Linked DNA regions of Macaca mulatta: region 2 is linked to region 1. Evidence: chromatin contacts called from public Hi-C data. All regions are on one chromosome and are shown on one strand. The core of a region is the stretch at or near the end of the contact, and the rest is flanking DNA. Distances in the headings are between cores, read along the strand shown.

Region 1 (7,870 bases), core at 3,255-5,754:
AAAGTGCTGGGATTACAGGCTTGAGCCACTGCACCTGACCTCAAAGATAATCTGTGTTGTAGCATGTGACAGAATTTCCCTCTTTTTTATGGCTGAATAATAGTTCATCATGTGTATATACCATATCCTTCCTTCCTTCCTTCCTTCCTTCCTTCCTTCCTTCCTTCCTTCCTTCCTTCCTTCCTTCCTTCCTTCCTTCCTTTCTTTCTTTCTTTCTTTCTTTCTTTCTTTCTTTCTTTCTTTCTTTCTTTCTTTCTTTCTTTCTTTCTTTCTTTCTTTTTTGGAGACAGAGTCTTGCTCTATCCCCTGGGCTGGAGTGCAGTGGCACGATCTTGGCTCACTGCAACCTCCATCTCCCTGGTTCAAGCGAGTCTCCTGCCTCAGCCTCCCGAGTACCTAGGATTACAGGTGCCCACCACCACGCCCAGCTGATTTTTATATTTTTAGTAGAGATAGGGTTTCGCCATGTTGGCCAAGCTGGTCTTGAATTCCTGGCCTCAGATGATCCACCTGCCTTGGCCTCCCAAAGTGCTGGGATTACAGGCATGAGCCACTGTGGCAGGCCCCTACCACATTTTCTTTATCCATTAATCCATGATGGACACTTGGGTTACTTTTACCTTTTTGCTATTATGAATAATGTTGCCATAAATATGGGTGTGCAAATATCTTTGAGATCACACTTTCAATTCTTTTGGCTATGTAACCTAGAAGCTGGATCATGTGGTCATTCTATTTTTAATCTTTTGAGGAAACTCCATAATGTTTTCCCTAGTGGTTGCACCATTTTACATTCCCTTCAGTAATGCACAATGGTTCCAATTTTTCCACATCCTTGCCAACACTTATTTTCTGTGCTTGAAAAAAAAATACCAGCCATCCTAATGGGTATAAGATGATATATCATTATAGTTTTGATTTGCATTTCTCTAATGATTAGCAACTTGAGCATCTTTTTCCTATGCTTTTTGGCCTCTTGTATATCCTCTTTGGAAAAATGTCTATTCAGCTTGTTTGCCCAGTTTTTTGAAAATTGGGTTACTTGTTTTTCTGTCGTCAAGTTGTAGGAGTTTTTTTTATATGTTCTGCATATTAACCTGTCAGATATATGCTTTGCAATTATTTTTTCCCATTCCATACACTGCCTTTTCACTCTATTGACTGTTTCTCTTGATATGCTGACATTTTAAAGTTTGATATAGTACCATTTGTCTATTTTCACTTTTGTTGCCTGTGATTTTGGTATTTTATCCAAGAAATTGAGGGAGAAGGAAAGGAACAATCAGTTAGGTAGACAGCTAAGGCCAGCCCTTGGAGAAGCAGCCTGCCTGAAAAACCACAGCTACAAGCAAAATAGAGCAGCTTAGGCAAAACTCAGGCTGTACCTGCATAGATAAGCAGGCAGGGTCCAGCATGGATGCCTTTCATTCTTCATGTAATTGGCCAGCTCCCAGGAAAAACTTTCCTCCCCTTTTCAGGCATATACATAGTGGACTCTGTGGGAACTTGCACAAGAAGGACGCGGCCTTACCTAAAACAAACCCACAGTGATACAAATAAGAGAAGCCATGCTTTGTGCTTGCCTAGAGACATACCCACATCTGTAGAAGATAAGGGAAGTTGCACAGACAGCTTTATTCATAAGAGAAGTTACTCAAACAGCTATAGAGATGAGAGGAGTTTCTTATAACATGTTTTGAATTCAACTGTAAAAATGGCACCCCACTTGGGCTCCCCTCTCTGCTGTGGAGAGCTTTCTTCTTTTGCTTATTAAACTTTTGCTTCAACCTCACTCTTTGTGCCCACGCTCCTTAATTTTCTCAGTCATGAGACAACAAGTTCGGATAACACGTTAGACAATGAGACCATTGACCCTTACCTGTTTTAAATTTTTTTTCAAATCCAAGGCCATGAAGCTTTCCCCATATGTTTTCTACTAAGAATGTTATATTTTTAGGTCCTTAATCTATTTGGAGTTATTTTTTGTATATGGTCCAAGGTAAGGGTCCACCTTCATTCTTTTGCATGTGGATATCTAGTTTTTGCCAACACTGTTGAGGAGATTGTCCTTTTTCCATTGTGTGGTCTTGACACTCTTTTTGAAGATTATTCTAACATATATGCAATGTGGCAGGTGATCAACAACTTTCTGGGCTGGTGACACAGGTGGTAGGAAGAATTTACCAACACAGTTGTAGGTAAAGAAAGACAGGTTTATTAGAGAAAGTATGAAAATACATTGCAAGGGTACAACAGGCAGGTCAGCAAGAGAGAAGTTGACTGCTAGAAAACAAAGGCTTGCTGGGGATTTTGTAGAATGGTGCTTATGTTGTGTGCAGAAGAGGGCTTTGTGCAGTACTAATAATGTCAAGGTTGCAGTGAACTAACTTCCATTTTTCTATCAGCTAGGGGTCTGGTGATGGCTGGGCTCAGGCAGATTTTGAGTTATTTGCACAGCAGGGCTGTGTGTCCTGGACCATGAAGAAAGGCAGACTTGTGGCTTATCTGCTTTCTCCTTTTGCTTCCCTTCGTCCAGCCAGCCTGACTCCTTTTCCCTAATTAGGACTCCACATGCAAGGGTTTGTTCTGTTCTAGAACAGAAACAGATCGATGTATCTATCTTTATACCAGCATTATAACTTCTACGTCTTGACCAATTACAACTTTAGTATCTCTCTCGCCTGTCCTCTGTTGTGGGAAGTCAGGGACCCTGAATGGATGGACCAGTTGAAGCCATGGCAGAAGAACATAAATTGTGAAGATTTCATGGACATTTATTAGTTCCCCAAATTAATACTTTTATAATTTCTTACACCTGTCTTTACTGCAATCTCTGAACATAAATTGTGAAGATTTCATGGACATTTATCCCTTCCCCAATCAGTACTCTTGTGATTTCCTATGCCTGTCTTTATTTTAATCTCTTAATCCCGTCATCTTTGTAAGCTGAGGATGACTGTCACCTCAGGACCCTGTGATAATTGCGTTAACTGCACAAATTGTTTGTCGAGCATGTGTATTTGAACAATATGAAATCTGGCACCTTAAGAACAGGATAACAGCGATTTTCAGAGAACAAGGGAGATAACCTTAAAGTCTGGCTGCCAGTGGGCAGGCAGGACAGAGCCATATTTCTCTCATTACTGAAAACGGGCAAGATAAATATCACTGAATTATTTCCCTAGTAAGGAATATTAATAATTAACAGCCCTGGGAAAAGAATGCATTCCCAGAGGAGGCCTCTAAAATGGCTGCTCTGGGGGTGTCTGTCTTATGCAGATGTAGATAGGGATGAAACACGCCCTAGTCTTCTGCAGTGCCCCCAGGCTTGCTAGGATTAGGAAATTCCAGCCTGGCAAATTCTAGTCAGACCAGTTCTCTGCTCTTGAACCTTGTTTATCCATGACAATGTGTGCACAGCTGGACATGGAAGTTCATTAGTGATTCTAGTTTCACTCTGACTTTGTGATCTCGCCCTGACCTCCTGCCTTGTGATCTTTTGTCGCCCTTGAAGCGTGTGATCTCTGTGACCCACACTCGATTTGTGCACTCCCTCTCTTTTGAAAATTGCTAATAAAAACTTGCTGGTTTTGTGGCTCAGGGGGCATGATGGAACCTGCTGACATGTGATGTCTCCCCTAGACACCGAGCTTTAAAATTTCTCTCTTTTGTACTCTTTCCCTTTATTTCTCAGACCAGCTGACACTTAGGGAAAATAGAAAAGAACCTACGTGAAATATTGGGGGCTGAATTTCCCCCAATAGTCCTCCCTATACAAGAGATAAATAAAAGATACTCATAGTACTGAGTATCTTCCTGCAGCATTCAATCTGGAGCAAAGCCGGCTTCCTTAAACCCTTTCCAAAAATCCCCAGATAAAAGCCCAAAATCTGTATAGGATCTTCCTAACATCCTCGTGCTGAGATGCCCTGAAACTCTCCATAGCTCATGACTGAGTAATAAAACCAACTTGCTTAATTAAAGTTGGTTTCGGGTAGTCCTGGCTGGAGGACATTGACTTACAAAAATATAGGATTAACATCTTCAAAATAAATAGACAGTAAACATCAACAAGGATTCACACACCAATAATGAAATTGGGCAGAAAAAGGAAAAATAATCATAAGATGCAAAGTACAGATGGCTTTATAATACTGAAAATAATTGTACTTCAAATGCATAAAATGACGCTTCTGATTCAGCCGGTGCGACCTTTATTTCACATTTGAGTTCAGCTGCTCCTGATGTCTCTCTCCTGAAAATTTCAATATTAAAAGCCAGAGAAACCCTGTATTTGGGGAAGCTTATCCTTTACCATCAACTTTGGGGTGGGGGTCAGAGGGAACAGGGCACGAAACGCCGCGCTGAATGGGGCCGAAGCTCCGCCCCTTAGCGATAAGTCCATTTTCCTGCGGCCAACGTTGTCCTCCAAGGGAGCAGCTGAGCCGCTGAGGCTGGCGAGTCCCAGGGGAAGGATGTTCTAGCCGGAGCCTACTCGATGGTAGGGCAGGAGCCGCCTGGTGTCTGGGCGCGGCCATGTTGGAGGCTCCGGGCCCGAGTCATGGCTGCGAGCCCTGCAACCCCGGTGCCAGCAGAGCCACCTGCGCCGGGCAGATGCTGGAAGTGCAGCCAGGACTGTATCTCAGTGGGGTCGCGGCCGTCGCGGAGCCAGACCACTTGAGGGAAGCGGGCATCACGGCCGTGCTAACGGTGGACTCGGAGGAGCCCAGCTTCAAGGCGGGGCCTGGGGTCGAGGATCTGTGGCGCCTCTTCGTGCCAGCGCTGGACAAACCCGAGACCGATCTGCTCAGCCATCTGGACCGGTGCGTGGCCTTCATCGGTCAGGCCCGCGCTGAGGGCCGTACGGTGTTGGTGCACTGGTGAGTGGCCGGGTCAGTGGCGACGTGCCCCGCCAAGCACCCCTTTCCTTCCGAGGCCCTCGGGAGGACGAGAGCGCGGTCATGCCGCGTGAACCTCCTCCAGCTACCTCCCGCAGGAGGCGTGTATCCAAGAGAGGAGGAGGCTGGAGGCGGGCCCCTGGTGTGTGCAGGCTTTCATTCATTCATGCTTTAGTTGGTTCTTCCTGCTGCAACAGAGGGCGGGGGAGGTGTCATCCGATAAATGACAAATTACCTACGCCCCAAGGAGTTTACGGCTCTGTTGGAGAAGCTAGACACCCACCGATGATTGTAATGCAGATTAGGTTGCTTGGTGTCTTGTAAACAGGATTTACAAAGATTTAGGGTTCAATGTTTTTGTTTGGGATGGGTAGGGGGTGGTTGATGAAGAGGAGAATTGGTTTGGATCTAAAGGATCCCTGGGCTTTACCTAGGGAGGAGATAGTTGCAGCAAAGACAAAAAGAAAATGGGAATCCCGGCAGGGCGCGGTGGCTCACGCCTGTAGTCCCAGCACTTTGGGAGGCAGGCGGATCACGAGGTCAGGAGTTCCAGACCAGCCTGGCCAATATGGTGAAACCACGTCTCTAACAAAAATACAAAAATTAGCCGGGCGTGGTGGCGCTCGTCTGTAGTCTCAGCTACTCGGGAGGCTGAGGCAGGAGAATCACTTTGAACCTGGGAGGCAGAGGTTGCAGGGAGCCGAGGTTGTGCCACAGCACTCCAGCCTGGGCAACAGAGCAAGACTCCATCTCAAAAAAAAAAAAAAAAAAAAAAAAAGAAAAGAAAAGAAAATGGGAATCCCTAAGCAGTTCTTGGTTGGATTGGAGTATAATAACAATAGTTTAAATTTATTGAGCACATAAAAGACAGAAGATAGTGATAGAATCGAAGGAAGTCTGGGACCAGATTTTGAGGTCCCTGAATGCTAAGATGAAAGGAGATTGGATTTGTTTTTGTTTTGTTTTATTTATTTTTATTTTGAGTCTTGCTCTGTCACCCAGGCTGCAGTGTAGTAGCGTAATTACGGCTCACTGCAGTCTCAACCTCCCAGGCTCAAGTGATCCTCCCGCCTCAGCCTCCAGAGTAGCTGGGACTACAGGCACGCGCCACCACATCCGGCTAATTTTTTGTAGAGGTGGGGTCTCACTTTGTTGCCCAGGCTGGTCTCCAACTCCTGGGCTCAAGCAATCCCGTACCTCGGCCGCCCAAAGTGCTGGGATTTCAGGGGTAAGTAAGCCACTGTGTCTAGCCAGGAGTTTGGATTTGTTCTGAGCCATTATAAAAAATTTTAAAATTACTGTTATTATTTTTGAATAGGTAATACAGTCACATGGTTCAGAATTCAAGAGGAAAAAGGAATAATTCTTTTGTACCTGATAATATTTCAGAGGCAATGGGCTTATCTGAGAAGTAGAAATGAAGTGGGCCTAAACTTTACTATTAATAGGGGGCTGGGTTTTGTGTGTTTGTTTTTAATTGTTGCTATTTGCTGTTTTATTTTAAAGGTCTCTTTTTCAGTCACGCAGGAGTCAGTCGAAGTGTGGCCATAATAACTGCTTTTCTCATGAAGACTGACCTACTTCCCTTTGAAAAAGCCTATGAAAAGCTCCAGATTCTCAAACCAGAGGCCAAGTGGGTTCTTTTTTTTATAGTAATAATTCTGCTTTTGTGATGTTATTTTAAGAAAATGAAACTTTGTATTTCTTTATCATTACAGGATGAATGAGGGGTTTGAGTGGCAACTGAAATTATACCAGGCAATGGGATATGAAGTGGATACCTCTAGTGCAATTTATAAGCAATATCGTTTACAAAAGGTTACAGAGAAGTATCCAGGTAAGTAATAATCACTAGTGTGTAATGGGCTTTCTAAATGTCATTTACTTTTGGCATTGCATGCATTACCTCACTTCCAGCAATCCCCGAGAAACTATTGTTTCTTTTTGAAACTGATTTAGCCAGAAATAACTTATTCAAAATCACATGGTTTATAAATGGCAGGGTTGGGATTTGAACTCGGTCAGCCTGTGCCCAGAACCTAAGTACTTAAATCACTGTCCTCTCCTACCTTAGCCTGATTTCTCAACACTGGAATTTGATTTTTTTTTTTTATTTTAATTTCTGAGGTTAGCACTTCTTGCCTCAATTTGACATTAACTGAATTTATCTGAAAATGCAGTTGATTTTGACAAATAAATACATTTTAGTTATATCATATAGAATTGCAGAATTTACCTCAAGAACTCTTTGCTGTTGACCCAACCACGGTTTCACAAGGATTGAAAGATGAGGTTCTCTACAAGTGTAGAAAGTGCAGGTAAAATATTTTGTATCCTTTGGATATTTTATCTTCTCAGTAACTGAAAAGTAGCTAAAGTTTTATTTTCTTAAATTTCTGTAGGAAGATTTTGTTTAATTGAAGAATATAGAAATTTTTAGTTCAGATCTGTTTTCAGGAAGAATATAAATTCTTAAAAAGAGAAATAATCAGATTGTAAGGGTTATTGAAAATTTAAGTAGCATAATCAGTGTTACATTATTTTGTCCTCTAAGCAATATTGCACATATTGCTGGGTGCGGTGGCTTATGTCTGTAATACCAGCACTTTGGGAGGCCCAGGCAGGCAGATCACCTGAGGTCAGGAGTTTGAGACTAGCCTGGCCAAAGTGGTGAAACCCCGGCCAGGCGCGGTGGCTCATGCCTGTAATCCCAGCACTTTGGGAGGCCGAGGCGGGCGGATCACAAGGTCAGGAGATCGAGACCATCCTGGCTAACACGGTGAAACCCCCTCTCTACTAAAAATACAAAAAAATTGGCCGGGAGTGGTGGCCGGCACCTGTAGTCCCAGCTACTGGGGAGGCTGAGGCAGGAGAATGGCGTGAACCCAGGAGGGGGAGCTTGCAGTGAGCCGAGATTGCGCCACTGCACTCCAGCCTGGGCGACAGAGCGAGACTCCATCTGAAAAAAAAAA
Region 2 (7,870 bases), core at 1,733-4,232, 170 kb before region 1:
AGGTGCCAGACGCTTATAAAACCATAAGCTCTCGTGCGACTCACTCACTATTATGAGAACAGCATGGGGGAAACTGCCCCCATGATCCAGTTACCTCCACCTGGTCCCACCTTCGACACATGGGGATTATGGGGATGACAAGACGAGATTTTGGGTGGAGACACAGCCAAACCATATCACCCTAGACAGAGGCTCCTCAAATATACAAAACCTTATTAAATCTTGCTTTTACATTAAAATGCACCCAGCGATTTGACTGCTTCTCAGTATTCTACTCCTACCACCTGATCCAAGCCACCATTATTTCTCACTTGGATTACTACAATAGCCTCCTGACGGGCCTCCCTGCACTCACCCTTGCCATCCTATAATCTATTCTCACCACAACAGCTGTTGTGATCTTTTAAAAATGTGTGTCATATTTGTCACTTCTTTTCTCAAAATCATATACCATCTTCCCCTTGCGCTTGGAGTAAAGGCTAGAGCCTTTGCAATGCTCTACAAGATGCTACAGGATCCTGCTCTTCATTCTCTCTGACCTCATCTCCTACTGCTTTTCCTTGCTTGTCTTTGGTCACTCTTGCTCTTCCTTGAACATGCCAGTTATACTTCTGCCCAGAGCCTATGTTATTTCCTGTTCCTGGAATGTTCTTATAGACCCACATTATGCCTCATTATGTCCTTTAGGTCTTTACTCACATGTCACCTTATCAGTGAGGTCTCCTTGATCATTCAGTATAACCCATCTGCCCTCCCATCCTCTTAATGTCCCTTTCCTTCTTCATTTTTCTCCATTGTACTTATTACTACTGATGTGCTATTAATATATGTTTACTGTTTGTTTTGTGTCTGACTTCCCCACTCCTCTCATTAGAATGTGAGCTCCAGGAGAAGCCTTTGTCTGTTTTGTTCACTGTCACATACTCAGAGCCCAGGTCAGTATCTGGTGCATGGTAAAGCACTTAATAAATATATGTGGAATGAGTAAATTCTTTGACATTTGAAATCAGGGACTTTTAAACTGAAATCAGGGACTTTTAAAATAGAGGAAGCTGTGGCCCAGACAGGTGAAATGACTTGTTCAAGGGCAAACAGGTAGTGGATGTCACTGACCTTTATATATATACAGTTTGGATTATACTATAAATTTTGTTCTATAGTGAAGTGGTTTGGCTGTGTCCCTACCCAAATATCATCTTGAATTCCCACAACACATGGGAGGGACCCAGTGGAAGGTAACTGAATCATGGGGCAGATCTTTCCCATGCTTTTCTTGTGATAGTAAGTCTCACGAGATCTGATGGTTTTAAAAAGGGGAGTTTCCCCACACAAGCTCTCTCTTGTCTGCCACCATGTGAGACGTGACTTTCATCTTTTGCCATGATTGTGAGGCCTCCCCAGCCACGTGGAACTATAAGTCCGTTAAACCTTTCTTTTGTAAATTGCCCAGTCTCAGGCATGTCTTTATTAGCAGTGTGAGAATGGGCTAATACATACAACTTGCTTTTTTTTTGTACTCAATATTGAGTCGTGAGCATTGTACCACTTTACAATGTCTATTTAAGTTATTACTTTAAGGTCAGTTCTATTTTTAAAGCTACTCAAACTAAGCTACTAAACATAAGTGGATATATTTAAGTGTATGTATAAAATTTGTACTAGGCCAACTGTGGTGGCTCATGCCTGTAATCCCAGAGCCGTGGAAGGTGGAGGCGGGATTGATTGAGGCTAGGAGTTCAAGGCTGCAGTGAGCTGGGATTGCATCACTGTACTCCAGCCTGGGGAACAGAGCAGGAACCAGAAAAAAAAAAAAAAAAACTAAAATGAAAAAAACCCCAACAACCCTGCAGTGACTCTTTTACAAAAAACAAGCAAACAAAACCAAAACTGTACTGCATGCATAAGCTCCCCTGTGCTATGTTTGAACCACTCTGAAGAGATCAATTAAAAAGAAGTGAGTGACATTGGAAGCATGCCTGTGTGATGCTGTGGTAACATTCATAGGCTGCGTTAGGGCCATACCTGTAACTCTTGGAGGTGAGTGGGTAAGTGGGGTTTTGAGGTGGCTAGGGGCTGGAAGAGAAGGTTGGAAGAGTCCACACAAGAGAATCCCTTAACAAGCCAGTGCACAGACCCCCTGGCTGGGCCAGCTTTTCCCTGCTGAGGTGAAGACACGTCTCTTGCAGGCCGTCAGCAAATGTCTTGACTCTGGCATCCAGCTGTGACCAGCTTAGACACTGAGAGTGAGTGAATTTAAAGCCGACAGCTTATTTCCCTCCTGGAGTTATGACATAGGTTACTTCTTTTCGACGACAGTTTGATTTTCCACTGTGGAAGTCATATATTGCCCAGTTCTTTAAACATTCCTTTTTTTTCCCTGGACTGATCACCTTACCAGTACAGCTGATCTCTCAAGCAGCAAATTCTACCAGCTGTCACTGGTGCTCTCCGAGAGAGGACTGACCAAAAAACTCAGCCCAGGAACAGTACTGACCTCTACTTCTGGACTCCTGCCTCCCTCTTAAAAGGTCTCTCGAACTTCCTAGTGGGTTCTAACCTGTCAAAGGAGAAAATAGCCACCTATGGAGGAAGGGCTTTTAGTTTGTCTTTTTACAAATGGAAGTTTCCTTTGAATCAGGCAAGTAACATTAAATAAAAGCCAACTTTTTTTTTTTTTTTTTTTGAGACGGAGTCTTGCTGTGTCACCCAGGCTGGAGTGCAATGGCCAGATCTCGGCTCACTGCAAGCTCCGCCTCCCGGGTTCACGCCATTCTCCTGCCTCAGCCTCCCGAGTAGCTGGGACTACAGGCACCTGCCACCTCGCCCGGCTAGTTTTTTTTTGTATTTTTTATTAGAGACGGGGTTTCACCGTGTTAGCCAGGATGGTCTCGATCTCCTGACCTCGTGATCCGCCCGTCTCGGCCTCCCAAAGTGCTGGGATTACAGGCTTGAGCCACCGCGCCCGGCCAAAAGCCAACTTTTAAGTTTCTCTAATACACTGCTAAATTATAACACCAGAATATAACACATACTCTCCAGCTGCCAGCCATTACAGTTGCCACCCTTGTTACTATAGTGGTATGTCTGCCTGTCATGCATGAGAGAGGGGTTCGATTCCCGGATGGGGAGGTCACGGAAAATTGTGTGAGGATTTTGTCAACCTTCAGAAGTCTCAGAAATGTCTCCTTGTTTGGCTTTCAGTAGAAATCCGAACACCAGAAGATCTGAATGGAATGTTCTGGATTTAAAAAAGTGGGAAATGGCCTCAAATCACAAAGTCACAGCCTGATAGAAACCAGTGTGACTTTACTGCCCAGTGAACCCATCTCATCCTCCAGCATTTAGGGCATAGGTCGGACTGGAGCCTGTAGTAGTTTACTCTCCACCTGAGTCCTGGTCTCTGACTCAGAACCCACTTAGGCCACTGAGAAAAATGCACACTGGGCCTCTCCACTGGGCCTCTGGAGAGGAGGCTCCTCGGTGTTACAAACGCTGGGGAGAACATGAGGGACATCCCGACCATACACTGCGTCCTCCTTTCCCAGGTGTTGCATTCTCTCTTGGGCTGAGCGGCGAGGTCTCTCCCGAGTCGTAGGGCCACAGCGCGATGTCACCTCTCCTTTGAGGAAAGTGGTAAAGGAGAGAGAACAAAATTGGAGGAGCCTAAAGCCTTCGGCGACATGGTTTAATTTATTCAAGAGTCATTAACCTTAGATGAGAAAAATAACTGAATAGAGAAAATAAAGCGTGCATTGGCCGGGAATCGAACCCGGGCCTCCCGCGTGGCAGGCGAGAATTCTACCACTGAACCACCAATGCTACTACAGAACAAAAGAGCTGCATGATCATTTCTTAAAGCTTAGTATCATTCCTTAACGCTCTCTCTGGCCATTCACGAAGGAATCAGGCACCGTCTTAAATCGCGGTTTGGAAAATATTTTGTTCAAGATAAAACTGTTTTAAGATATACACATATATCTCTTATATATCTGTATTCGCATGGTAACATGCTTTTGGGCTTCCTGAGCCGCTGGACTCGCAGCGGCCCTCCAAGGCAGCGGGCAGGACCCTGTGCACCTCGCGGATCCGACCTCCCACAGCCCCGGGGAGGCCTTGCCTCTAAAGTTGCTGCCTTTGCAGCCTCTGCCACAGCGGCGCAACCTCAGAGCCAGCCGGGAGGAGCTAGAACCTTCCCCACGTTTCTTCAGCAGCCCTGAGTCAGAGGCGGGCTGGCCTGGCGTAGCCGCCCCGCCCCCCATCTCATGACCGGATCCGCCAAAGCCTTCTCCCGCGGTCAGCGCCGCGCGGGCCGCCGAGCTGCCCGGCTGAGTCAGCCCAGGAGGCGCAAAAGGATAAAAATCCCGTGGAAGCGGAGCTGAGCAGAGCCGAGCCGGGCTGGCTGGAGAGAAACCGCAGGGAGAGCCTCACTGCTGAGCGCCCGTTGACGGCGGAGCTGCAGCAGCGTCCCTGGCCTCGCGCATCAGACGAGAAGCTTCAGCCATGCAGGCCCCACGGGAGCTCGCGGTGGGCATCGACCTGGGCACCACCTACTCGTGCGTGGGCGTGTTTCAGCAGGGTCGCGTGGAGATTCTGGCCAACGACCAGGGCAACCGCACCACGCCCAGCTACGTGGCCTTCACCGACACCCAGCGGCTGGTCGGGGACGCGGCCAAGAGCCAGGTGGCCCTGAACCCGGACAACACCGTGTTCGACGCCAAGCGGCTGATCGGTCGCAAGTTCGCGGACACCACGGTGCAGTCGGACATGAAGCACTGGCCCTTCCAGGTGGTGAGCGAGGGCGGCAAGCCCAAGGTGCGCGTGTCCTACCGCGGGGAGGACAAGACGTTCTACCCCGAGGAGATCTCGTCCATGGTGCTGATCAAGATGAAGGAGACAGCCGAGGCCTATCTGGGCCAGCCCGTGAAGCACGCGGTGATCACCGTGCCCGCCTACTTCAATGACACGCAGCGCCAGGCCACCAAGGACGCGGGGGCCATCGCGGGGCTCAACGTGCTGCGGATCATCAATGAGCCCACGGCGGCCGCCATCGCCTATGGGCTGGACCGGCGGGGCGCAATGTGCTCATTTTTGACCTGGGTGGGGGCTCCTTCGACGTGTCGGTTCTCTCCATTGACGCCGGTGTCTTTGAGGTGAAAGCCACTGCTGGAGATACCCACCTGGGTGGAGAAGACTTCGACAACCGGCTGGTGAACTACTTCATGGAAGAATTCCGGCGGAAGCATGGGAAGGACCTAAGTGGGAACAAGCGGGCCCTGCGCAGGCTGCGCACAGCCTGTGAGCCAGCCAAGCGCACCCTGTCCTCCAGCACCCAGGCCACCCTGGAGATAGACTCGCTGTTCGAGGGCGTGGACTTCTACACGTCCATCACTCGTGCGCGCTTTGAGGAACTGTGCTCAGACCTCTTCCGCAGTACCCTGGAACCGGTGGAGAAGGCCCTGCGGGATGCCAACCTGGACAAGGCCCAGATTCATGACGTCGTCCTGGTGGGGGGCTCCACTCACATCCCCAAGGTGCAGAAGTTGCTGCAGGACTTCTTCAGCGGCAAAGAGCTCGACAAGAGCATCAACCCTGATGAGGCTGTGGCTTATGGGGCTGCTGTGCAGGCGGCCGTGTTGATGGGGGACAAGTGTGAGAAAGTACAGGATCTTCTGCTGCTGGATGTGGCTCCCCTGTCTCTGGGACTGGAGACAGCAGGTGGGGTGATGACCACGCTGATCCAGAGGAAGGCCGCTATCCCCACCATGCAGACCCAGACTTTCACCACCTAGTCGGACAACCAGCCTGGGGTCTTCATCCAGGTGTATGAGGGTGAGAGGGCCATGACCAAGGACAACAACCTGCTGGGGCGTTTTGAACTCAGTGGCATCCCTCCTGCCCCACGTGGAGTCCCCCAGATAGAGGTGACCTTTGACATTGATGCTAATGGCATCCTGAGCGTGACAGCTGCTGACAGGAGCACAGGTAAGGATAACAAGATCACCATCACCAATGACAAGGGCCGGCTGAGCAAGGAGGAGGTGGAGAGGATGGTTCATGAAGCCGAGCAGTGCAAGGCTGAGGATGAGGCCCAGAGGGACAGAGTGTCTGCCAAAAACTCGCTGGAGGCCCATGTCTTCCTTGTGAAAGGTTTTTTGCAAGAGGAAAGCCTTAGGGACAAGATTCCCGAAGAGGACAGGCGCAATGTGCAAGACAAGTGTCAGGAAGTCCTTGCCTGGCTGGAGCACAACCAGCTGGCAGAGAAGGAGGAGTATGAGCATCAGAAGAGGGAGCTGGAGCAAATCTGTCGCCCCATCTTCTCCAGGCTCTATGGAGGGCCTGGTGTCCCTGGGGGCAGCAGTTGTGGCGCTCAAGCCCGTCAGGGAGACCCCAGCACTGGCCCCATCATTGAGGAGGTTGATTGAATGGTCCTTCGTGGTAAGTCAGCTGTGAATGTCAGGGCTGTGGTATGGGCCTTCTAGACTGTCTTCTATGATCCTACCCTTCAGAGATGAAGGGCTGGGGGGTCTTCTCCCCAAAGCTAGAACTTTCTTCCCAGAATATTTCATAACTGAAGTCTTTTGACTTTCTGTGGGGAGGGAAGTTCGTCCTCTTCTGCTTCAAATAAAAAGTCATTAATTTATTAATGCTCGTGTGACACTTTTCATTCCAACCAATCAAAGTACAAAAGTACACAAAGGCTTTCAGGAGCAGAAAATGTTGGGGTGGGTGCTGAAGGAGGAATGTGAAGAATATTCCTGAGACCATGTGCATGATTTCTATAGTGGAAGGCATGATTTGGAAAAGAGTTTGAGATCAACACATTGGAACAGTACTGAAGAGTTAGGGCTGATAAAGAGGAGAGGATTGAGACTTACAATGCAGGAAGAGAGGGAGAGATGTGGAATTGGAAAAGCAGAGAATGAGGAGAAACTTAAGTACTGGCAAGGTTTCCATATGTGATCCTATGATACAAATTCTGTATTTTTGTCATAGGAGCCTGGTTTAGTTTGTCAGTCTAGGTGTTTTAGTAACACTAACAAATAGTTTACATGCTTATTAGCTGTTTCTAATCATGTCACTTTATCCATTGTTCTTTTAGAGAAAAGACCTTGAGTCCTGGACTCTGGAGGATGGTATATGTCAGAGGAAGTAGGTCTGGTGGTATGATTAAAGTTACTATTGACTTCATGTCAGAGAAATATTATGATCCCATCTGGTTTCTGCCTATGGCATAATGAGGATGTTGGAACAAGACTATAGATTTTCAGCCCTGCCACTTTATATACTGTGCAAATTAAACTCTCCAAGTTTGAGTTTCCCCTTCCCTGCAGTTGGGGTGATGATGATAACAGTACCAACCTCCAGATTGTTGTGAGGGTTCAATTAATTAATACGTGTAAGAGGCAAAGAAGAATGTCAGGCATATAATATACTATCAACAAACATTAGCAATTACTATTCATTGTTAGTTGGATGTTAACTACGTACCAGGTACTTGACATACACAATCTAACTTAATCTTCACAGCAGCATTATGGAATACTGTCTTCTTTTTGAATATGAGGATTATGAGGTTCAAAGAGGTTAAACAATTTATTCAAAGACACAAAGCTATTAAGTGGGGACAGGGGAAGGGAAGGCTGGAATGAAGAACTCTGTCCTGTCTAATTCTAGAGCCTGAGCATGCCACCTTACAAATAGGCCATAACTCCACTTCCCCTAGATGTTTTGCAATTGGATATATTATGCCTTTGAAATACAGTTGGATGCTGAGCCACGTGAGAAAAAGTGCATTTTATTGTATATTTGCAGAGACGGAGTCTTGCTCTGTCACCTAAGCTAGAGTGCAGTGCCACCATCTCGACTCACT

The links. Hi-C and Micro-C count contacts between places; a contact is called where the count stands out from the background.
Region 2: a Hi-C map of fetal cortical plate shows a contact between it and region 1, with 1.8 times the contacts expected there. The contact joins the promoter of HSPA6 here to the promoter of DUSP12 in region 1. A contact is called at or near these places in 2 of 14 Hi-C or Micro-C datasets (fetal cortex germinal zone and fetal cortical plate).

The regions. Positions count from the first base shown.
Region 1 is chr1:105,163,216-105,171,085 of T2T-MMU8v2.0, reverse strand. DUSP12 (dual specificity phosphatase 12) reads left to right here and starts at 4,504. Exons shown (of 5, transcript XM_015114018.3): 1 at 4,504-4,880; 2 at 6,418-6,531; 3 at 6,617-6,735. The coding sequence starts at 4,537.
Region 2 is chr1:105,333,321-105,341,190 of T2T-MMU8v2.0, reverse strand. HSPA6 (heat shock protein family A (Hsp70) member 6) reads left to right here and starts at 2,982. Exons shown (of 2, transcript XM_015113951.3): 1 at 2,982-5,071; 2 at 5,074-6,641. The coding sequence starts at 4,501. The coding sequence ends at 6,422. It overlaps TRNAG-GCC (transfer RNA glycine (anticodon GCC)), which reads right to left and starts at 3,819; the gene lies at 3,749-3,819.